Linked DNA regions of Sus scrofa: region 2 is linked to region 1. A link is a contact called in public HiChIP or PLAC-seq data. All regions are on one chromosome and are shown on one strand. Each heading gives the region's core, a stretch centred on a gene start, on an enhancer-like site or on the middle of the called end of the contact. The rest is flanking DNA. Distances are from core to core; before and after follow the strand shown.

Region 1 (6,120 bases), core at 2,069-4,568:
CGTTTTAAATCTTATTCACTAGATTATATCACTCATCATAGCATTGTTTAGAATGAATTTCGCTTTTTCTATAAAATGCGACTTTAACAAGAAAATGAGTACCATGAAAATCTCATGAAAACAAGGTTTTTGCTTGCCCTGTCTGTAAAAAGGACCTAATAATCTCCAGACATACCAAGTTATCTAACTAGAATAAAATAGTGATAAGAGATAGAAGACCAGGAGCCTACCACAACTTAGTCTCAAAAAGGTAATATAAGGTTAAAATAATAGTACAAGTAGAAATGGTCTTTCAAATTATAGAATGCAGTATACCTATATGGTGGAATTACTGAGTTTTTATTTTTAAAATAAATAATCAGTGGAAAAAGCAACTCCTCACTCAACATTTTAACGCTGGACCATAATCTATACTTCAACTAACTGAATGAAAAAACAAATGGAAAGATTCTCTTTTTCCCAAGTACTCTTCAAGGCTGAGCAATTTTTTAATTATCTGCCAGGAGCAGGAGGGCTTTAATTCAGCTTCCCCTTTTTTCCCCAAACGCATTAAAATTTAGCTTCCAGGAGTTCCCGTCATGGCTCAGTGGAAACAAATTCAACTGGGAACCATAAGGTTGTGGGTTTGATCCCTGGCCTCGCTCAGTGTGTTCAGGATCCAGTGTTGCTGTGAGCTGTGGTGTAGGTCACAGACATGGCTCAGATCCCACATTGCTGTGGCTATGGTGTAGGCCGGCAGCTGTAGCTCCAATTAGACCCCTATCCTGGGAAACTCCATAAGCCGTGGGTGCATCCCTAAAAAGCAAAAAAAGTAAATAAAATAAAATAACTTCCAAAACAAAAAGAAGACTTCACAATAAATCTGAGCAAATAATCAGTATTGCTTAACCGAAAAATGATCAATTACAATTACTTATTGAACTAGTTTTCTTTTTGGTTGTTTTTGTTTGTCTTTGGTTTAGCTCTCTGGATGAGATTTGGTAAAGCAAATGTGATTTTCAAATTTTTACAAAGACTGGTGATTAACTCTCTTTTTATACTGAGAAACTCCTATTTAATTTGCATTTGATGTTATAATGTCTTCAAAGATGAATCATTGACAGTGACTTCTTTGCCTGTGTTTTAATTTTTTAAAAAACTATTGATAATTATGTAACTCTAAGAGGAACCTAGAAATAATTATTATTGCATTAACATGCCTCTATATTGCCTGTGCTTATCATTTATATATAGTCCAGTTTAAAAGTCATCCTATGTTTTCCCCATGTAGCTTCAATGTTTTTTGTTTTGTTTTGTTTTGTTTTCACTTTTTGTGCCTGCACATGTGTCATATGGAAGTTCCCAGGCTAGGGGTTGAATTGGAGCTGCAGCTACTGGCCTACACCACAGTCACAGCAATGCTAGATCTGAGCTTCATGTGTGACTTATAACTCAGCTTGCAGCAACACTGCACTGAGCAGGGTCAGGGATTGAACCAACCCTCATGGATACTACTTGGATTCATTACCACTGAGCCACAATAGGAACTCCCAAATACTATTTTTGAAATACAACCTTAAATGAAATTCATTATTAAAGTAAGATCCTGTATGTTTGAAACAGAAGTTTACTGTAAATATTCAGACATTGTTAAGTTTATTTTTTATGCTGCTAAACTAAAGCTAGGATGACACATTTTTCTTTCTGGGACCTTGAAACACTGCACACACACACACTCAAACATATAAATAGCTCTGGTTCAGATAATGTGATTTTTAAAAGCATGTCAATTTAAGTTGTGAATTATTACACCAATAAGATATAATTAGCCAATCATCTATTTCCCTCATGAATATACTGAAAATTAATAACGCCATTCCTCAAATGACCTTTCAGACTTGACCTCTGGACTGCAGCACACCATGCTTTGACTCACATTATTAATATCCTGGTCCTGATTTAACTCCAATTTATGGAATTAAGTTCAACTCGAAAAAATCAGCAAATACTGTACATAAGCACAAATCTGAATATCCACAGATAATTTATAGCTTCCTACGTCAAACGTTGATGCAAAGCATTTGAGAATAGATTGTGGATTACGAAGGGATGAAATTTCAAGGGGATTGAGTGGGGATTAGCTGCTACTGTTTTGGAATCTCAGGCCTATGGAATGCTAGACCTCTAGACCTCTTGACTCAGATATTCTAGCACAACAGATTTCATAGTTATTAGAGCTACTCACCCCAAGAGACTATACTATCTCTGGTGGCATCTTCCTGTCTGGATCCTAACCCCTCTGTTTTACTTCCTGAATATTTGCTGATCCCTTTCATGAATAATTCTTGTGTTCTCCCAAAGCCCAGAAAGTCTCCTTTCTGACTTCTCTATTCCAAGATGGACATGAGCCAGAACATTTTTAGGAGGTGATTTGTAGTCTCCATTGCTACTCTACTGACAGCACTGAAAACCTAGACGGGGTCAAAAGGTACGCCTATGGTGACCACACACCACTCGGGTCAACACTGCATCAATACCCATGTAGCTCGTTCATTTTGCTTAACTGTTAAAAGCTCTTTTTGTTGTTGTTGTTTTGGCCACACCCAGTCATTTAGAAGTTCCTGGGCCAGGGATCCAACCCACACAATAGCAGCCACCAAGCCTCTGCCTGGATGATGCTGGATCCTTAACCAGCTGAGTCACCAGGAAACTCCAAGGCTCATTTTTCCCTGTCACTCTCTCCACCCACCCACTCAACTGCCTGTATGATGAAGTATCTTGTGTATTTAGAGAAGGCAAACAGATTGGACTATCTGCCCAAACAAAATAGTATGACATTAATCTATAAGATCATATCATGACCAGCCCAGAGAACACAGGGATTCATGCATTCATTATTTGAAAGGAAAATGTACTTGCTTAGAATGAGGACATTTTCAAATTGGGAAAATGTACCTCCTTTATATGGTAATAAGTATGAGATATTGGTATTGAAGGGACAGAAGGCAGGAACTGGAGTCAGATGGGGAGGGTGGGGAGATGTGTGCTAAAGACTTCAGTTTCAATAAAAAGCAAAGCCCGAGGTATATGCTTCCAGAGATCTCAGTAAGCACATCTTCCTTACTTTTCCTTTGTCTTCCCCCCATTCATTTAACTCCCGCTACCTTCAACACACCTGTGGCTATGGGAGCATGGGCAGGGCTGGTTGGGCGGGGAGGGGCCGTGGGATGAAGGAGAGAGGGTGGAGAGGGACAGAATAGTGAGGACTTTGAGGAGCAGAGGAAGGACTGGAGTTTCTACTGTCCCTGACAAAGTCAGCAGGCTACTCCTGCTCTGAGCTGAGTAGCCGGTGACTTCATTCCCAAAGCAGCCAAAGCAGAGCTCTTTCCAAAGAGGGAATCAGTAACTGTTTATATATAAAGGGCAGAATTGCCCAACTGCAATCCGAAGAGAGTTACTTTACCTGTTTGTGAGCTGAGTGTCAAAATGTTTGGGGACACCTCCCATGAATCCTGATGACAGGGAACAGGTTAGCATTACTGGGGGAGGTTGGCAGAGAGGCGCCTGATGCCTGCCTCCCCACTCCTTTCGGAGAAGGACAGAACCATTTTCCCACCATGATGTGGAAGAGCTGTCAAAGTACAAGGAATCAGCTAAGTCAAATACTAGGCTGAAGTCACAGTTGTATTCACTTATTAACAGTGGGAAATTTTCTTTGAAAAAAAAAATCAGCATAGTATATATCAACCTACAAAGGCTGTTAAGACTTAGATCCAAGGATGGTGTGAAAAAAAATTAACAACTCAGAGTTCCCGTCATGGTGCAGTGGTTAACAAATCCGACTAGGAACCATGAGGTTGCCGGTTCAAACCCTGGCCTTGCTCAGTGGGTTAAGGATCCGGCATTGCTGTGAGCTGTGGTGTAGGTCACAGACATGGCTTGGATCTCACGTTGCTGTGGCTCTGGCAGAGGCCAGCACTATAGCTCCGATTAGACCCCTAGCCTGGGAACCTCCGTATGCCCCGGGTGCGGCCCTAGAAAAGACAAAAATAAATAAATAAATAAATAAATAAATATTAACAACTGGAACAACATAGGAAATGACCAGTTAAAGTGGACCCAGGTGAGAGCATTGGAAAAGAGCCCTAGAAGAACTGGGAGACCAGGGGAAGGGCTGGGATGACCGAGGCATTAACAAGTATTTCATGATTTTAATGACCTGTACCTGCAAAACAATGTACCACCTGAATTTCAGCCCCACCTTGATACAAACCAGCTATTGATGGCATACCATTCACGGTGTCTGGCTGACTGATGTTCTGCCAAATAACCAGGAGGAACTTGCTAGGTCACAGCGGCATATACCTTGGCCTGGTTTGTGGTATACACGCTTTACTCCATTGAGTGTTTTCCCATTGGCTAGTTATGGTTTTCCTACCAGAAACTTGGCTCACATGAAAATAATGTTGAAACAAGTTCTATTGCTTTTCCAAAAAAAAAAATTCTAGTAGTTTGGATACTGTATTAATCAAGGGTACCAATGTGGGAAATAATGGATTATTTCATCCAATTTCAGTCAGTGTACAATCAATACAATATAAATATAAACAATAACAAAAATTCACATCAAGGGTCTGCAATAAAATTTACCAATAAGGACAAAGAGTCAAAATCAAGCTTGACACCAGTCAGAATGGCCATCATTAATAAGTCCACAAATAACAAGTGCTGGAGGGGGTGTGGAGAAAAGGGAACCCTCCTGCACTGTTGGTGGGAATGTAAACTGGTTCAGCCACTATGGAGAACAGTTTGGAGATACCTTAGCAATCTATACATAGAACTTCCATATGACCCCACAATCCCACCTTAGAAATCTATACATAGAACTTCCATATGACCCTGCAATCCCACCTTAGAAATCTATACATAGAACTTCCATATGACCCCGCAATCCCACCTTAGAAATCTATACATAGAACTTCCATATGACCCCACAATCCCACCTTAGAAATCTATACATAGAACTTCCATATGACCCTGCAATCCCACCTTAGAAATCTATACATAGAACTTCCATATGACCCCATAATCCCACTCTTGGGCATCTATCTGGACAAAGCTCTACTTAAAAGAGACACATGCACCCGCATGTTCATTGCAGCACTATTCACAATAGCCAGGACATGGAAACAACCCACATGTCCATCGACAGATGATTGGATTTGGAAGAGGTGGTATATATACACAATGGAATACTACTCAGCCATAAAAAGGGTGACATAATGCCATCTGCAGCAACATGGATGGAACTAGAGAATCTCATACTGAGTGAAATGAGCCAGAAAGACAAAGACAAATACCATATGATATCACTTATAACTGGAATCTAATATCCAGCACAAATGAACATCTCCTCAGAAAAGAAAATCATGGACTTGGAGAAAAGACTTGTGGCTGCCTGATGGGAGGGGGAGGGAGTGGGAGGGATCGGGAGCTTGGGCTTATCAGACACAACCTAGAATAGATTTACAAGGAGATCCTGCTGAATAGCATTGAGAACTTTGTCTAGATACTCATGTTGCAACAGAACAAAGGGTGGGGAAAAAAAATGTAATTGTAATGTATACATGTAAGGATAACTTGATCCCCTTGCTGTACAGTGGGAAAATAAAAAATAAAAAAAAAGAAATCAATTAATCAAACTTTAAAAAAAAATCAAGCTTGAACTTTTAAAGTGTATTGGTATTAAACTTCCGTTTCTTAGATTACTTTATATATGTCTTATTCTACAAATGAAAAATGTTTAGATATGTTTTCTGAAGTTCAGCTAAGTATGTTTTCAATGTGACTACTTCAGCTAGTTCCCTGTTAAACATAGTGATCATGGCAAAAATATACCTATTAATTTATGAAGTTATTAATGTTACATAACAAGTGGATAAATATGTGTAAGATACATCTTTTTTTTTTTTTTCAGGGCTGCACCTGTTGCATAAGGAAGCTCCTGGGCTAGGGGTGGAATTAGAGCTGCAGAGGCCGGCCTATGTCACAGACACAGCAGCACCAGATCTGAGCCACATTTGCAACCTACACCACAGCTTGCAGCAATGCCAGATCCTTAACCCACTGAGTGAGGCCAGG
Region 2 (6,120 bases), core at 2,521-5,020, 150 kb after region 1:
TATCTAGTGATAGACCTTTTTCTTAAATTTGTCAAAATTCAGTTGAACATTAAATTTAAAACAGGAAAATATCATTTTCTAGTTTCAGCATAAAAATTTTAATCATGTATGCTATAAAAATTTTTTCTTTTGTGTACATCTTACATGTTACTTTGTCACAGGTTTTTGATAATGTGGTTGAGTATGTTCAGTATATGTACCATTCCTGATAGTAATTGTGATATAATATTGAAGAAGTTAGAAGAATTGAGCTACTAAACCATGATTTTATTCAATGTCTTTCTCATTGGGTTAGAAATTCTTATGTAAAAAATTGTCGCGAGGAGTTCCCTTGTGATGCAGCGGGTTAAGATCCAGCATTGTCACTGTAGCAGCGTGGATTCCTGCTGTGGCTCAGGTTTGATCCCTGGCCTGGGAACTTTCACATGCTGCAGGCACAGCCAAAAAAAAAAAAATAATAATTATATATATATATATATATATATATATATATATTACCATGTAAGAAGGAAAGCCATTAGAAGATTTTCTCTATCCTGGTTGTGCATTAACCTCATTGGAATTTTCCAAAGGTGTGAAAAATTTTTAGGAAGAAGTTGAGTTTTAATACTAAATTGCATACCCAGTCAGTTACTTGTGACATTAGCATTGTGATGATTAATGTAAAAATGTAAATGTAATGTAAAAATGCCACTGCTGACTAATATCCTGTGCCTGAAATTGCAGTGGAGAAAACAGAAAGGTGATGTAAACTTTTTTTGTTATTGTGTTCCTTCAGCATTGGTTTACTGAACTACCGCCTGTGTTAACATTTGAGTTGTCAAGATTTGAATTTAATCAGGCATTGGGAAGACCGGAAAAAATTCACAACAAATTAGAATTTCCTCAAGTTTTATATCTGGACAGGTATGGTTTGGTATAAGGCCTGACTTAGTTTTGAAACAGTTTAGTATCCAAGTGAAGAGTTATTGTACTTAGAGAAAATTTTTGCTCGATTTTCTTCAATTTAATTTTTACTTTTTGCGTAATGTATGTTACACCATTTGTCAAGGAAAACAGAATTCTCTTTTTATTTTGAAAACTATAGTTGCCGGGAATAATGTTAAGTAAAAAGACTAATTGTATTGTTTATCTGATGTTTTACTATAAAATTTTGAATGAGTTGATCTTTTTTGGTGATGGCAAGACAGTTTTATATCTGCTTCCATGATATTTAGAAATTCTAGTAATTGCTGTTTTTCTTTTTCCTGATAGATACATGCATAGAAATAGAGAAATAACAAGAATTAAGAGGGAAGAAATCAAAAGACTAAAAGATTACCTCACAGTATTACAACAAAGACTAGAAAGGTATTGTAACTTTTATGAAATTATGAGCTAACTATAGGAAGTCATATCCTTAGTGACTGTCTAGACCTTTAGTTTTGAATTTGTTTTGAATGATTTGTAATTCTAGGAGTAGATAAACATTCTGCATTGATATTTTACTTGAATAGTTCAGGCTTGAGTTTCATTAGCCACTAAAGTAATTCATAGTTGGCATTAGATGATTATTGTTTAAATATTCCCACAGTCAACAGGTAACACTCAAGGTACTGAAAATAGATGTTAAGTTAAACTAATCTGTGTTTGAGGTTTCTTCTTGCACGAGACTAAATATTACTCTTCAGATTTCCATTGAAGTGAATAGTGACTTGAGTTTTTCTCCTTAACAGCAAAAGACATAAATTCAGATGCATACAAGAGCCTCCTGGGGGATTTATAAAAAAAAGGAAAGCAAGTTAGGCATAAGCTTTTGGGCAAAGGGAATGGAGAGAGCATACCCCTGTGGAGAGGGGGTAGCTGCCATCCACACTAGGGGGTGGGTACTATGCATGAATGTCATCTCGCGGGTGTCCAGAGCATATAGTTGTTTTGAAAGAAGTCCAGAATCTGGACTATCAGATATTCTGTAGTTTAGACAGAAGTCTACAGCCTGAAATGTGGTGTGAAAGATCCTAGTTTGCAACCTCTGATTTAATCTGTATTCCTTGCTTAATGTTTGAAAATTAGTAGCCTAAACTTTTTAATGCAAAATATTAAAATTATTGAAAATTTTACAGATATTTCTTAAAAAGTATCAGTCATCATATTGAAAAAAAAGTTAGAGGTAAAAGGTAGGAGGACAGCATTAGTCATCATCTTGACATGAGGCTAGACGACAGATCTCAAAATCAAAACAGTCTCACGGGATGGACCTGTCAGTTTTCGTTTTACCCTTGGGTTACAACCTAAGAACAGCATTTAGAATTTATAACAGTATATGCACACATTGTCTTAATCATATTTAGTTTTGTTCCTTTGGAGAACATTTATTTCTTGAGTGTATATTCAGTTTTACCATCTTTATTTGAATAAAGCAAAATTATTTTCATTGTTGAGGAAGATGCATCGAAGTGTTTTTGTCATGTTTTATAATTATTAAAAACACAAATGTGGTTTATGTATAATTGAAAGCATGTATATATTTTATGGTTAACAGGTATTTAAGCTATGGTTCAGGTCCCAAACGATTCCCCTTGGTAGATGTTCTGCAGTATGCCTTGGAATTTGCCTCAAGTAAACCCGTTTGCACTTCTCCTGTTGATGATATTGACGCTAGTTCCCCATCTAGTGGTTCCATACCATCACAGACGTTACCAAGGTAAAAAAGTTTTCTTCATAGAAGCCATAGCTATGTTACTGTATTGTACAATAATGTAATGAATACCTTTAAAGAAGGCTTTATAAAATATATGTTTTGATTTATTTCAGGGAACTCTAAAAAGATTAGATTCACTTAGAAGATATTATGTCTCCCACGTGCTTTCTTATTTCGCTGTTTCAATTCATTTTATAGTTGTAGGTTGAAATTTTCATCAGACTTATACTTTAGGTTGTTTTCATATATTATATGCATCAACCTTTTATCTGTGAAAATACTACTGTTTAGTTAGAAACTTTTTTTGTAACATGAGCAGGAAGTATTAGGAAGGGAAGGTTTTTATAGTTCCGGTTTATGTAAGATTCATTTACATAAATACGATCACACCATTTCTACCATAGTTCAAAACCTCAGTTTTATTCTTACAAAGATGTAGTTCCATATATTAAGAATTTCATTAGGACATTAGATTAACCTACATATTTCTTTTTTTAAGAAAACCTTTTCCTTTTGAAATTATAAGCCAGTTTAATGCTTGTGTTTGACATAGTCTTTGTCCTGAGCTTCAGTTTGGAAGGTTCAATAGTAAATATTTTATGCTTTAAAAAAAAATAGCACAACAGATCAGCAGGGAGCTCCTTCTTCAGAGCTGCCAAGCACATCGCCTGCATCGATAGCTGCCATTTCATCGAGATCAGTAATACATAAACCATTCACTCAGTCTCGGATACCTCCAGACTTGCCCATGCATCCAGCACCAAGGCATATAACAGAAGAAGAACTCTCTGTGCTAGAAAGCTGTTTACATCGCTGGAGGACAGAAATAGAAAATGACACCAGAGGTAAGAAGCTTCTCATAGCATAACTCTCTCACCTGAAATGGATACGATTAATGTTAACATTGAGAAGAGAAATCACATATGTAAATATTTAAAGTTGTTTTGTTTTGTTTTTCTAGAAAGTGTTTTCTTTAAGATCAAGCAGTTTGGCTTTCATTTTTATGATTTTAATATCAGGTTCAGAGAGACCAAAAGACTTTCCTTGGATTACGTAGCTGATTAATGACCTAACAGATGGTCTAATTTTCTAGTTTGTTGCTCTAAATTTATATCAAACTGGTATTCACAGGTACTCCATTGGCGAAACATTACACAGGATCACATTTTGTATTTACCAGTTGTGTACTTCCCTTGAAGTTTCACAGTGAGTTCAGGTGTTCAAAATTTTTTTATTAGGTTAAGGATTGGAAATGTGAATTTTAACTTTAGTCTGCTCTAGCAGATTTCCAAATATGATCTTTTAGCTCGGTGCCTGTCTGTAACAAGTTTTGTCTGACATGTAGCAAAATAAGAAAAAAAAGGACATTGCTCTGGGGCGGGGTTGGGGGGTGTTGTATGTTATTGTTAAGTTGCCGTCTCTCGATTCTTCGAAGGAACTCTCTTTTATATCTCCGTCCTACTTTACTGTTATCAAAAATCTTTTTGAAAAAAAATTGAATCAATATTAATATGTTGTGGTAGATTTTACCATAATTTTGCTTTCATGTCAGAATGTAATACCCTATTATTCCTCCCCAGTTTTATCCTAAGTCTGTTGATCTGTGAAGAAAGACAAATGTAGGAGTTACTGTTTTATACAAATGTTGGAATTGTGCTAAACAATATCAGTTGCTAGATTTTTGGAAGACCAGCTAGATGCTTTATAGACAAGACACAAATAAAGAGCAGTCCTGATTTAATAGGGAGTAAATAGGGTATGGTGGCAACTAACAGCATTCGTAACTGTGAAGAGTTCCTGTAGTATTTTTCATATATGAGAATTTTTTATGTTTGAAATCATTGGTAAAGATTAGTTAAGCACACAGTTTTTCCTGAATGCTATGCTAGGTGTTGGATAATTTTCTACTGGACTGGGCAGGTTGTGTTTGTTTTATAAGATTATATTCAGAAGGCTGAAAAGCTAAGAAGGTAGCTTTGGCACCAAGGTAGTGGCATTGAGGGAGGAAAGAAATGAATTTCTTGTATTCTTTGAAGACAACTGACAGATTTGAGTCATTGACAAGAGGGGGTTGGGGAAGGTTCCTGTAGTTCTTCATAATGGTGTGAATAACCACACAGATAGAATGCACTTTGGAAAAGGGCAAACTGGTGGGCGAGCAGGCCTTCACCTTGTGGAAAGAAGTAGGAATACGATGAGTCCCCTTTTGGCCATTTTAAGTTAGAGGAACTTGAGAGACATTCATGTCATAAGGTTCTGAACCTATAATACTGTGGATCAAGTAAGATTTCGCTTGGAATGTTTGTTCCCTCCCTTTTGTCCCTGTTAGTATTTGCTGTTAGCATTATAAACCGTTATTTAGTATCCCGATACAGGAGTAGATGTAATTCATTTAATTTCTGTATTGTTATTCACTACCCATAGTGCTGGCCTTCTACATGCATATTAACCTACTTTTTGAGTAGAATATATTAAAAATGTCCTTTCCGATCCAAAGTTTATATATTTTAAATTTTGACTATTTAAAAATCTCCCCCCCCAAACATTGAACCAGTTTATATTCTCACTAATTGTGTGTAAGAGAACCTGTTTCCCAGTATTGTCCCTAGCCCTAGGTACTTTTAAATCTGTAGCAGTTTCAGTTGAAATGAAAATGGTATTTCAGTGTTTTGGTTGCATTTCATTAATTATGAGTGAAATTCTATTTTTCTATGCATTTTTTATATGTGACAGTTATGGTTTTATATGGAGCCCTTTGTCTTTATATTATTGCTTAATAGTAACTTTAATGCTATGGGTATTAACCTGTTGGTTGTAGTGTAGGCCACAAATAATATTTTTCCAGTTTGTCATTTGACTTTCTTTATGTTGATTTTTGTTTTTATAATATAGATTTTCTTAAATTTGGGGAGGTAGTCTTATCTTTTAATTTATGGTTATTGGATTTTCTATCAGGCTTAAAAAGGCCTTTCTCTACTCTAAATTTACTAAATTTTCTGTAGTCTTTGATGTTTTTTTTCCTGATTGTTTTTAACATCTTAATAGTATAGTGTGGTTATACTATAATTTGACCATTTCCCAATTGAGAGATATTTAGGTTGTCTCCAGTTTTGTTTTGTTTTTAATAATTACGGATAATATAGTTATCCCTACCTCTGAGTAATTAGATGAGATAGTTTTCTACTGAAAATAGAAACAATAATGAGAGTCTCATAACTTTATTTCCAGTGGTGATTATGGTGGATTTTTATTCAGGTGTATGTGTGTGTGTGCATGATATGTGGTGCAGTTAATTCATTCTAAAGTTTTTGTGTTTAATACAAATATGTGGGGAGTTTAGCTTTAATTTTCGTTGAAACCTTCCTTTATTTATTGGCTCTGCACATTTTTTTAAATGAACCATATTTGTTTGGTTTTTAATTTTTCATTTGTGCTGTTAT

The links. HiChIP or PLAC-seq counts read pairs in DNA pulled down with a chosen protein or histone mark.
Region 2: an H3K27ac HiChIP or PLAC-seq map of skeletal muscle shows a contact between it and region 1. The contact joins two enhancer-like sites. A contact is called at or near these places in 1 of 47 Hi-C or Micro-C datasets (skeletal muscle) and 1 of 2 datasets of contacts at active chromatin or transcription factors (skeletal muscle).

The regions. Positions count from the first base shown.
Region 1 is chr13:180,511,178-180,517,297 of Sscrofa11.1, forward strand. No RefSeq gene overlaps it. Among named protein-coding and RNA genes, the nearest start is that of USP25, 57 kb to the right of the region's middle. Within about 2 kb of position 3,319, at least 7 of the 83 cell types and tissues checked have an H3K27ac peak or open chromatin away from gene starts, as enhancers often do. A contact at or near this core is called in skeletal muscle, where this site is marked.
Region 2 is chr13:180,657,576-180,663,695 of Sscrofa11.1, forward strand. It overlaps USP25 (ubiquitin carboxyl-terminal hydrolase 25), which reads left to right. Exons shown (of 24, transcript XM_021070825.1): 11 at 779-906; 12 at 1,255-1,350; 13 at 2,522-2,683; 14 at 3,299-3,525. Among named protein-coding and RNA genes, the nearest start is that of USP25, 90 kb to the left of the region's middle. Within about 2 kb of position 3,771, at least 5 of the 83 cell types and tissues checked have an H3K27ac peak or open chromatin away from gene starts, as enhancers often do. A contact at or near this core is called in skeletal muscle, where this site is marked.